Regions from separate parts of the Pan troglodytes genome. Here region 2 is linked to region 1. The links are chromatin contacts, called in public Hi-C maps. All regions are on one chromosome and are shown on one strand. The core of a region is the stretch at or near the end of the contact, and the rest is flanking DNA. Distances in the headings are between cores, read along the strand shown. Region 1 has its middle 16 kb from the start of HSPB1. Region 2 overlaps SRRM3 (serine/arginine repetitive matrix 3).

What was found. Hi-C and Micro-C count contacts between places; a contact is called where the count stands out from the background.
Region 2: a contact with region 1 is called in a Hi-C map of stem cell-derived neural progenitor cells, with 2.3 times the contacts expected there. The contact joins two enhancer-like sites. A contact is called at or near these places in 3 of 7 Hi-C or Micro-C datasets (blood, induced pluripotent stem cells and stem cell-derived neural progenitor cells).

The regions. Positions count from the first base shown.
Region 1 is chr6:85,169,035-85,174,487 of NHGRI_mPanTro3-v2.0_pri, reverse strand. No RefSeq gene overlaps it. Among named protein-coding and RNA genes, the nearest start is that of HSPB1, 16 kb to the left of the region's middle. Within about 2 kb of position 2,382, at least 24 of the 24 cell types and tissues checked have an H3K27ac peak or open chromatin away from gene starts, as enhancers often do. A contact at or near this core is called in stem cell-derived neural progenitor cells, where this site is marked.
Region 2 is chr6:85,205,409-85,210,838 of NHGRI_mPanTro3-v2.0_pri, reverse strand. SRRM3 (serine/arginine repetitive matrix 3) reads left to right here. Exons shown (of 16, transcript XM_054655836.2): 12 at 2,351-2,712; 13 at 3,591-3,815; 14 at 3,907-4,044; 15 at 4,465-4,543. Among named protein-coding and RNA genes, the nearest start is that of HSPB1, 21 kb to the right of the region's middle. Within about 2 kb of position 3,633, at least 4 of the 24 cell types and tissues checked have an H3K27ac peak or open chromatin away from gene starts, as enhancers often do. A contact at or near this core is called in stem cell-derived neural progenitor cells, where this site is marked.

The DNA of each region.
Region 1 (5,453 bases), core at 1,133-3,632:
TCTGATCCTAATCAGAACTGGCACATTTTAGGAGGCACCTGCTAGCTGCCAATCACTTGTTAGCTTATTAAATCCTCATAGCAACCCCACTCCACTGAGCGGCAGCACGGGATCGCAGTTATGGTTGCAGGAACTCATGTCACACTGCCTGGGTTCAATCCCACTTGGCCACTTACTTTTTAGCTGTGGGACCTTGGGCATGTTGCTAAGTCTCAGTTTCCTCATCTGCAAATGATGCAACTATATGAATTAATACCTAAGAAGTATTCTTTTTTTTTTTTAACTGAGTTTCATTCTTGTTGCCCAGGCTGGAGTGCAGTGGCACTATCTCGGCTCACCGCAACCTCTGCCTCCTGGGTTCAAGCGATTCTCCTGCCTCAGCCTCCCGAGTAGCTGGGACTACAGGTACCTGCCACCACACCCGGCTAATGTTGTATTTTTAGTAGAGATGGGGTTTCTTTATGTTGGTCAGGGTGGTCTCTAACTCCCGATCTCAGGTGATCCACCCGTCTCGGCCTCCCAAAGTGCTGGGATTACAGGCATGAGACACCACGCCTGACTTTTTTTTTTTTTTTTTTTTTTGAGACAGGATCTTGCTCAGTTGCCCAGGCTGGAGTGCCATGGCACCATTACAGCTCACTACAGCCTCGAATTCTTGGACTCCAGCTACCCTCCTACCTCAGCCTCCCAAGTAGCCGGGACTACAAGCATTTGTCAATATGCCTGGCTAATTTTGTAATTTTGGTAGAGATAGGATCTCGCTATGTTGCCCAGGCTGGTCTGGAACTCCTGGTCTCCAGCAATCCTCCTGCCTCAGCCTCCCAAAGTGCTGGGATTACAGGCTTGAGCCTCTGCACCCAGCCACTGTGAAGTCTTTAGAAGGCTGCTGAGAGCCGATAGTAAGCACTCAGTCACTGCTAGACATTTTTGAGGTAGGTTGTATTATTCTCATTTTACAGATGTAGAAACTGATCCTCTAAAAGGCTAAATACCTTGAGAGGTTATGTCACCTAATTAGGACATGGTGGGATGAGAATCCAAATCCTGAGCTCTTAAGCTTTTGTCCCCCAACAGCCCTTTATTCAGAAAATGAAACATTGGGTCGGGCACAGTGGTTTTCACCTGTAATCCCAACACTTTGGGAGGCTGAGGCTTGAGGTCAGGTACTCGAGACCAGTCTGGGCACCACAGTGAGACCCTGTTTCTACAAAAAAAATTTAGAAATCAGCTGGGTATGGTGGTGCACACCTATAGTCTCAGCTACTCGGAGCCCAGGATTTGGAGGCTCCAGTGAGCTATGATTGCACCACTGCACTCCAGTACAGCCTGGGCAACAGAGTGACACCTTGTCTCTAAAAAAGAAAGAAAAAGAAAATAGACATTGCTGAGCGACAGAAATCCCACCTTTCTAAACAGTCAGCAACCTCACTGGAGCTGATTTTTAATTCCTAAATCCAGCCTTGATAGTGACTTGGGCAACTCATCTCCCTCTCGGCCTGGGATTATACAACTCTATGTCAGGAGATGGGAAGCGGAGAGACTGGGTGTCTTTATTCCATTTCTGACATCTTTCAGGACTGATGATGGGGGAGGGCCCTGGCCCTGGCTGGCCGCCACTGTTCGATTCAGTTATCATCATCAGGACCGTGGGAGGGAAGGGTATTGGAGCAGAGGACCTTGAAGGGCGCACAGGAGGCTGATGGGGCTGTAACACCTGGGGTATGAGGGCAGCGGAGGTTGGACAGGCAGGTTGGGACCTAGCTGTGGAGGGCCTGGGATACCAAAGAGAGGCAGGACCTGGCCTCAGTGTCGCCAGGACACCAGATCTGCCCCCTCCCTCACTGTTGCACCATGGCTCCCGCGTGTAAAGTGATGGAACCCGTCAGACCCAGGTCGCCACCAGAAACCGCCCAGCTGTTGTGTGCATCGGGGGCCAGGAGTTTCCTCTTCTGCAATCTGGGAACAACGCAGACCTCCCAGGGCTGTTTTCAGAAGCAGAGATGTGTAGGTAAGAAAGGATAGCCAACCAGTACGGGCCGGGACACGAGATCACGTCATTATTCAGATGGAGAAACTGAAGGGCAGGCGTGGGACCAAGGGCCCACCACGAGCCCAAGGCTCCGTCCTCCCAAGCACGTAACAAAGGTGGAGGCGGAAGACGGAGGAGAGAGAAGCGGGTGAAGTTGGGAGATAAAGCTCCCCAGTGGCTGGAGGGCGGGATCTGCAACAAATGAAGCCCTGGGGCCGCTAAGCGGGCCAATTTCGGGGCAGGGACCCAGGCCCTAGCAACAGGCCGACCATTGGCGGAGCGGGGACACGCTGGCCTGTGATTGGCTCTTGCCATGCCCGAGGGGAAGGCGGCCGCCCCCCGGGGCGGGGCTACATACGCAGCCGCAGTCCCGCCCGGCCCACATCCGGGCTTCCGCGTAGTCCAGGCGCCCTGGCCTCTGCACCGTCCCAGAAACCTGTCTTACGTCGAGGAACCCGGGGGACAGAGGCGCGCCAGTGCACGCCGGGGCCAGGGACGAACGGCTCGCCATTGCAAAGGAGGCCCCTCGGGGAGACGGCAGGCAGCAAAAGGCTTCCTTGGCCGGGGGTCTGGGCGTTTAGGGAGTGGAGGTGCTCAGAGATAGGGCCGAGGATGGAGCTCCCAGGTGGGTTGGAGGCGGGGGTGGCTGGGCTCGAGGACGCTGTTGGAGTCCGGGGTCTGGAAGAGGCGATCCCCGGGAAAGCCAGCTTCAGAGCCGGGAGGGGTCGGCAGGGGACCTACTGCAAGAGCCCCCAGGTTGGGGTAGGGAGGGGGCCCAGACCTGGGCCAGGAGGGATGCTGAATCCCCCCATCTAGCTCTGGGGCTTTGCAAACCAGCATCACTGCAGCATTTTGTAGCTCAAGGAATGGGGCAGGGCGGCCAGACCAGCTGTGGCTAGTGCGTGCGTGAGGCCCTGAGGGATGCGGCCAATGCTATTTTGCTGTTTTGTACTTACTCAGTTTCATTTTGGCTCTGTCGCCACTAGGCGAAAGAAATCGAAGTGCTAACATACCACGGGGAGCAATGATTATTACTCAATGTGGCCCCGCCCCAGCAGCGGGAGGTGGCATCTGTTTGACCTTGGAGATTTGGACGGTATTTAGGGAGATTACATGAAAAAAAGACTCACCCCACAATGCTTGCAGTCAGCTACAAGCTGCTTTGTCCTTTATACCTTTTAGCCTTTATTTCCTGAGTCTATCTTGTCTGTTTCTAATGTAGTCTCCTGATTTAGGGCAAGAGAATATTTCTCACTCTTGGTCTGCCCACTACCCACAATCCTTGTCCGAGGATTTACTCGGCAAACTTAGCAGGCAAAACCCCTTGTCAACTTAACACTAAAAAATATCGTCTCTTGGAAGGCAGTCTGCTTTGATAAACCTAATGGAATAAAAAGTGAGTTTGCTATCTGGCTTTAAAGAACATAACCCAGCTGGGCATGGTGGCTCACACCTGTAATCCCAACACTTTGGGAGACCGAGGCAGGAGGATCGCTTAAGCCCAGGCGTTCAAGACCAGCCTGGGCAACATAGTATAGTAAAACCCAGTCTCTACAAAAAGAATTTAAAAATTAGCCAGGCCAGATAGCCCAGCTACTTGGGACGCTGAATCAGGATTGCTTTGAGTCCAGGAGGTGGAGGCTGCAGTGAGCTATGACTGCACCACTGCACTCCAGCCTGGTCAACAGAGCGAGATCCTGTCTCAAAACAAAACAAAAAAACTGACAACCAATGAAACCTCATCTCTAAAATCTGGCTTCAGGTTAAGTGAGTAAAAAGAGGCTTTCTTGTGGCCAGGCACGGTGGCTTATGCCTGGTAATCCCAGCACTTTGGGAGGCCAAGGCGGGCGGATCACGAGGTCAGGAGTTCAAGACCAGCCTGGCCAACATAGTGAAACCCTGTTTCTACTAAAAATACAAAAAAATTAGCCAGGCATGGTGGTGGATGCCTGTAATCCCAGCTACTCAGGAGGCTGAGGCAGGAGAATCAACGTGAACCCGGGAGGCTGAGGCAGGAGAATCAACGTGAACCCGGGAGGCAGAGGTTGCAGTGAGCTGGTATCACGCCATTGCACTCCAACCCCGGGCAATAGTGCGAGACTCCGTCTCAAAAAAAAAAAAAAAAAAAGCTTTCATTTATCTTCTCAGCTCCTACAAGCCAATGAGTGGTAGGGTAATTTGCCGACCACAGTGGGAAGAACTAATTTAACATCAAGATTGTGATTCCCCTAGCGTAGATCCAGTATGAAAGAAGTGTCTCAGGCATGCTTCTGGTTCCTGAGTTAACTCTAGTGAATAAGGTGGGCTGTGCTGTCTCCCCACCTCCCCCAGGCATAGGGGCAGAACAGCTGCAGACCACCAGGACCCAGTGGGCCAAGTGAGGATGTGAGTCACAGCCAGTGCTTATTAAACCACCTAATACTGTACTTTTCCCATCCAGGGGAGGCAGGAGAGGACTGAGGAGGCAAATCCCCGAGCCCAGAAGACTCCAGTCAGAAAACAAGATGGTCCCCATGGGTAGTGGCCAATCCCTCTGGCCTTTCAGAGCAGTGGCTTTGGCCTTGTCCGCTTAGGTAACAGGCTCTGCTGCTGGTAGTTGCTTAAGAGCACAGAGTAGCCGGGCGCAGTGGCTCACGCCTGTAATCCCAGCACTTTGGGAGGCCGAGGTGGGTGGATCACAAGGTCAGGAGATCGAGACCATCCTGGCTAACATGGTGCAATCCCGTCTCTACTAAAAATACAAAAAACTAGCTGAGCGTGGTGGTGGGTGCCTGTAGTCCCAGCTACTCGGGAGGCTGAGGCAGGAGAATGGTGTGAACCCAGGAGGCGGAGCTTGCCGTGAGCCGAGATCGTGCCACTGCACTCCAGCCTGGGCGACACAGCGAGACTCCATCTCAAAAAAAAAACAACAAAAACACAGAGTGAACCAGTGAGAAGGTTAAATGGAGGAGAAAGCAAAGTTCTTAACACAAGACAAAAAAAGTACCCCAACAAGGGCAGGAAACAAGCTAAATGACATAGGCACAAACGACAAACCCAGAACGTGGGGCCTTGAGACTGTCAAGTAGCCTGGTCTCAAGCCATTATCAGGCCCAGGCGTGGTGGCTCATGCCCATTAATTCTAACACTTTGGGAGGCCAAGGTGAGAGGATCACTTGAGGCCAGGAATTCAGGAACAGCCTAGACAACATACCCATCTTTACAAAAAATAAAAATAGATTTATTGGAAGGCCATGTTGAAAAAAAAAAAGAAAAAAATTAGCCGGAAGTGGTAGTGCAGCCCTGTGGTCCCAGCTACTCGGGAGACTGAGTTGGGAGGACTGTTTGAGTCCATGAGTTGGAGGCTGCAGTGAGCTCTGATTGTCCAAAGCACTCCAACCAGGGCAACGGAGACCCTGTCTCTTAAAAAAAAAAAATAGGCAAA
Region 2 (5,430 bases), core at 2,384-4,883, 35 kb before region 1:
TAGTTCCAGCTATTTGGGAGGCTGAGGAAGGAGAATTGCTTGAACTCGGGAGGCAGAGGTTGCAGTGAGCCCAGATCACGCCAGTGCACTCCAGCCTGAGAGACAGAGTGAGACGCCTTCTCAAAAAGAAAGAAAAAAGAAACAGCCTGCCAAAAGAGCTTGGTCCAGGCACCACCTGGCTTCTAGGACTCTCTTCCTTCCTTAGCAAACAGAATCAAAGTTTTACTAGGCGCCAAGTTCGGTGATAAAAAGTGATGTTACAGAGGTGAATCAGATACCACATCTGCCCTGGAGGTGCTAAAAGTCAAGTTGGTAGTGGTGATCGGAGGATTTTCGGGGAGGAACAGACCTACAAACAGACAAGGACAGTCAACTGCTACTAGATGGAGGGCCAAGGACAGGAGGAGGGATCAGCTCTGTGTAGGGAGGGAGACAGGGAGGGCGGGCAGGGGGCATGCAGAGAATCCTGGAATCTTTGCCCTGGAAGGGACATCAGGAAGCAAAAGCCAACCCTCTCATTTTGTGGATGGGGAAACTGAGGCCCAGACTGGGGAAGTGACGTGGCCAGGGTCGCTCGGTGAGATAGAGGCAGGCTCTCAGACTCCTGAATCCCAACCAGGGCCCTTTTGATGGTGCCAGATGCCCTTCCTGGTTTTCTGTGTCCCAATCCTTGTGTCCTAACTCCACTTTTGGAAAAACATTTGCCATCTCTATCCAGCGGTCACCTAAGAGTTGCCCACTCAGGAGCCGGGCGCTGCCAGCCCTTCCTCCAGAGGCGGCGTGGCCTCTTCTCAGGCCTAGAATGGGGTGGTTGCGTTTCTCTCTCTCTCTCTATCTCTCTCTTGCATTTTTGTGAATCTAATGATGAACTTATACTACCACACTTTTCCCTTCTCTTACACACCTTACCTACTAAAGGAGGAAGTGCCACTTTATTGGTAAGTGGACGTAAACCAAGAGGGACTTAAAAATCAGAACTTAAAAAAAAAAAGAAAAAGAAAAAGAAAAGAGAGAAACAGAAAGACAGTCGGGTGCTACTGACAGCTCCAAAGCTCTCTGCAGGGCCGGAAAACAAAGAAAAATATTAACAGAAAAATGTCAGGTTCCCCAGGATCAGATATTGTTTTTGATTTTTGGTATCTAATGACATTTGTGGATTTTGTTTTTTTATTTCTGTTTTTCCTCCCTTCGGTTCAGTTTTGAGTTCAGTTGTCCCCCTCGCCCCCTCCCCCATCTGTGTGCCGTGTGACGCCCCCACCCCCTCCATCCCCTCGCCCACCCCCAAGCGCTGGGGGTCCGGCCTGGTGGGCTGGCCCTGGCCCCGCTCCCGGTGCCGCTCTCTCTTCTCTCTGCCGGGAATCGTCCGTCCCATCGGGGGGCAATGCCAGCCCCGATGCCTGTCCTGGAGCCCCTCCCCCTTTGGCCCCCGCCCCCCACCCCTCCGTCCCTCTTGTGTTTTGCATGCCAAGAACCCTGCATGAGCTGCACTGTTGAGGCCAGAAGGTGGACACCCAGGAGAGGCAGAGGCAGGGCAGGCGCGGGGAACCGTGTGTGCGATGCTCCGGGACTGGCAGCCCCCGGCTCGGGCCCGGTGAAAGCCCTCTCTCCTTCTCTCCCCCCACCCCACCCGCCCGCTCTCTCACCCCAACTTCTCGCTCCTCTTGCTCTGTCCTCTCTCTGCCCCCACTCTTGTCCCCTACCTGTCTGGATTTTTTCTGTTTCTCGAACTTCTCCCTGGCTTCCATCCTTCTCTCTCTTCGCTCTTTCTCTCTTCCTCTCTCTCTCTTCTCTTCCCCCACCCCCGTCTCTCCTCTGTCTCTTCTTCTCACTGTCTCTGTCCCCTTCTCTCTTCCCCCCTTTTTTCCTTCTCCTCCCTCTCTCCTCCCTTGCTCTCTCCTCTCTCACCCTCGCTCTTTCGCCCTCTCTCTTTCTCATCTCTCTCCCTCTCACTCTGTCTCTCTCCTGCTCTTTTTCTCTCTTCCTCTTCTCTGCCTCCTCCCTCTCTCCCTCTTTCTTTCTTCTCTGTCTCTCTTCTCTTCCTCTCTCCTGTCTCTCTTCATTCTCTCTCTCCGTCTCTTTTTCTCTGTCTCTCGCTCTCTTTCTGTCTCTCTGTCTCTCTCTCTCTCCTCTCTTTCTGTCTCTGTCTCTCCCTCTTTCCTCTTTCTCTCTGTCTCTGTCTCTTTCTCTCTCTCTCTCCCGTCTGTCTCCTCTCTTCTCTCTCTCCTCTCTTTCTGTCTCTGTCTCTCCCTCTTTCTCTCTCTCTCTCCCGTCTGTCTCCTCTCTTCTCTGTCTCTGTCTCTCTCGTCTCCCTCTCCCCCCTCCGTGCCCTGTCTGCCTCTCTCCCCGTCAGAAGCCCAGCTCGCCCTCGCCCAGGGTCCGTGATAAGGCGGCGGCCGCCGCACCCACGCCGCCCGCGCGGGGGAAGGAGAGCCCGAGCCCGCGCTCGGCGCCGTCGTCCCAAGGTCGCGGAGGCCGCGCGGCGGGCGGGGCGGGCAGGCGGCGGCGGCGGCGGCGTAGGCGGCGGCGCTCGCGGTCCTCGGCGTCCGCGCCCCGCCGCAGGGGTCGCCGGCGCCCCCGGCCCGCGCCCCCCCGGGGCTCGTCGCGCTCGCTCAGCAGGGCCCGCTCCAGCAGCGACTCCGGCAGCGGCGGCGGCGCCCCCGGCCCCGGGCCCGAGCCCGGCTCTGAGCGAGGCCACGGCGGACACGGGAAACGGTGAGCGTGCTGGACCCGGAGCTGGACTCCCGCCCCCACCCCGCACAGGGCTCCCCTCCACTAGCGGATCCCTGCCCACGGGATCCCTCCCCGCGCTGAGCTACCCCCCAGGGATCCCAACCCCCTCCCACCGAGCTACCTCCACGGATTCCACCCCCCCATGAGCTACCCCCCACGGATCCCACCCTCCCCACTGATGTATGCCCCACGGATCCCAACCCCTCCTCACTGAACTACCCCCCACGGATCTCAACCCCCCACGGAGCTCTCCTCCCTCTCCACGGACCCCAAACCCCTATGGACCCCATGGATCCTCCCATGGATTTCCTCCGCACACTGATCTCAACTCCCCTCTCACAGGGCTCCCTCCCTCGACGACCCTAACTCTCTCTAGGGAGTTACCCTCCCTCCACTGACCTCCAAACTCCAGGGAGTTTCCCTCCCCACACTGATCCCAGCCCCCCGACGGAGTTCTCCCTCCACTGATGCCAACCCCCCAGGGAGCTCCCTCCCCACCCTGAGCTACCCCCGGTTATCCTGACCCCTCCCCACAACTGATCCGTCTCCCCTTACTGATCACTGCCCCCAGGGAACCCCCTCTCCTCCCATGAGGCTCCCCGCTTACTGATCACTCTCCCCCCATCCCGCAGAACAATCTCCTCCACTGATCTCCCCCAACACGCCCCCTCACGGGGCTCCCCCTGAACTGACCCCTGCCCCTCACTAGGCTCCGCGTTCACTGCGCACTCCGCGCGAACTGACCACAAACTACAAGGACCCCGCCCCTCCGCCCTAAGCCCCGCCCCAGGGAACCCTCCCCGCCCCCAGCCCCCTTTCCGGGTCGCTGAGCCCTATCCCGCGCCGTCTCCCTCCTCCAGGGCCAAGGAGCGGCCCCCGCGCGCGCGGCCCGCCAGCACCTCTCCGTCCCCGGGCGCGCACGGCCGGCGCGGCGGCCCAGAAGGGAAGAGCTCGTCGCGCAGTCCCGGCCCGCACCCCCGCTCCTGGAGCTCCAGCCGCTCGCCCTCCAAATCTCGCTCGCGCTCCGCGGAGAAGCGGCCCCGCAGCCCCAGCCGCTCGCCGTCGCCCAAGAAGCCCCTCAGCCGGTGAGTGCCTGCCCGGACCGGGCCGACGGGGCGGGCGGCGGGGTGGAGCGGCCGGGCCGCGTCGCTCACTTACCTCGCGCCGGCCCCGCAGGGACAAGGACGGCGAGGGCCGCGCAAGGCACTCTGAGGCCGAGGCCGCCCGCGCCCGGCGCCGCTCCCGCAGCTACTCGCCCATCCGCAAGCGGCGCCGGGACTCGCCAAGCTTCATGGAGCCGCGGCGCATCACCAGGTATGGAGGGTCTTGGGGGGGCCGGTGGCGCAGGGCTGGGGCCGCTGACCCGGATCAGGGACAGAGACCTCGGCCCGGGGACCTTCTCTGAGGATCCACTGAACCTGGCACGGGGATGGGGGGGGGCTAAGGGACAATGAGTGGGTTCTGCCAGGGTAGGGGGCCAGGGGAGGAGGGGGCTAGAACTGGAGGTGCTGGGGTCTTTCAGAGAGACAGGTGCAGGAGGCCACGCAGAAGGAAGGGCCACGGTGGGGGCCTGAGGGCCCATGAAGGGGAGGGGGCTCTGTACTTGGGTCTGGGTGGGCCGCAGCCGGCATGGAATTCAGCTCTGCAAGAGTCCCGCTATCCCTCCGGAGCCCCTCCCGCCCTCCCTGCATCCGTCTCCGGACAATGATGTCTCCTTTTCTCCTTCATCTCAAGGTCCAGCCTGCTGAGTGGCCTGTGGTCAGCCTGGGGGCCAGGCGGACCCCTCTGCACAGGCTGCCTGGGAGATGCCCAAGTGAGCTGGTCTGGCCCTGGTCAGCTGTCCGTCTGTCTGCCTCTCTCTTTCTCACTAACCTGGGGGATTTGGAGGAGGGGGCACAGCAGTCTGGTCTCTGGGGCAGCTGTCAGAGGAGCCAGCCACACCCCCTTGCCCTACACAGCTGTGGGGCTGTGCCCAGGGCGTGGCTGGTGAAGCCATGATCAGTTTCTCTGCTAGGACTGGAAGTGTCTGGGCCTGGGTCTCCGGGTGACATTATGGTCTGCCTTTGTGGAAATCACCCTGAAGCCCTAGATTACCCTGGCAGGGGGTTGGGGGGAACACAGGCAAAAAGTTCTGAGCCCAACTCTACCACTGCCTTGCTGGGCAGCCTTGGGAGATCGGTGTGCCTCTCTGGGCCTCGGTTGCCACATCTGTACAATAACCAGGTTTTCGTGAGCATCTTTTCAGTTCTAACAGGGTATGATTATCAAACTAGTCCCTCCTAGTCCTTGGTGATCCAGGTAACCAAGCAGCACGGGGTGGACATTACCCCAGAGCTCAAAGCCAGACCGCCTTGAAGGAGAAGCCAGATTGTGCTACTGCTTCTTTTTTTTTTTTTTTTTTTTTTAAGACTGAGCTTTGCTCTTGTCACCCAGGCTAGAGTGCAATGGTGCAATCTCGGCTCACTGCAACCTCCACCTCCCAGGTTTAAGTGATTCTCCTGCCTCAGCCTCCCAAGTAGCTGGCATTACAGGCACCTGCCACCACGCCCAGCTGATTTTTTTTGTATTTTTAGTAGAGACGGGGTTTCACCATGTTAGTCAGGCTGGTCTCAAACTCCTGACCTCAGGTGATCCACCTGCCTTGGCCTCCCAAAGTGGTGGGATTATAGGCGTGAGCCCCCGCGCCCGACCAAATTGTCC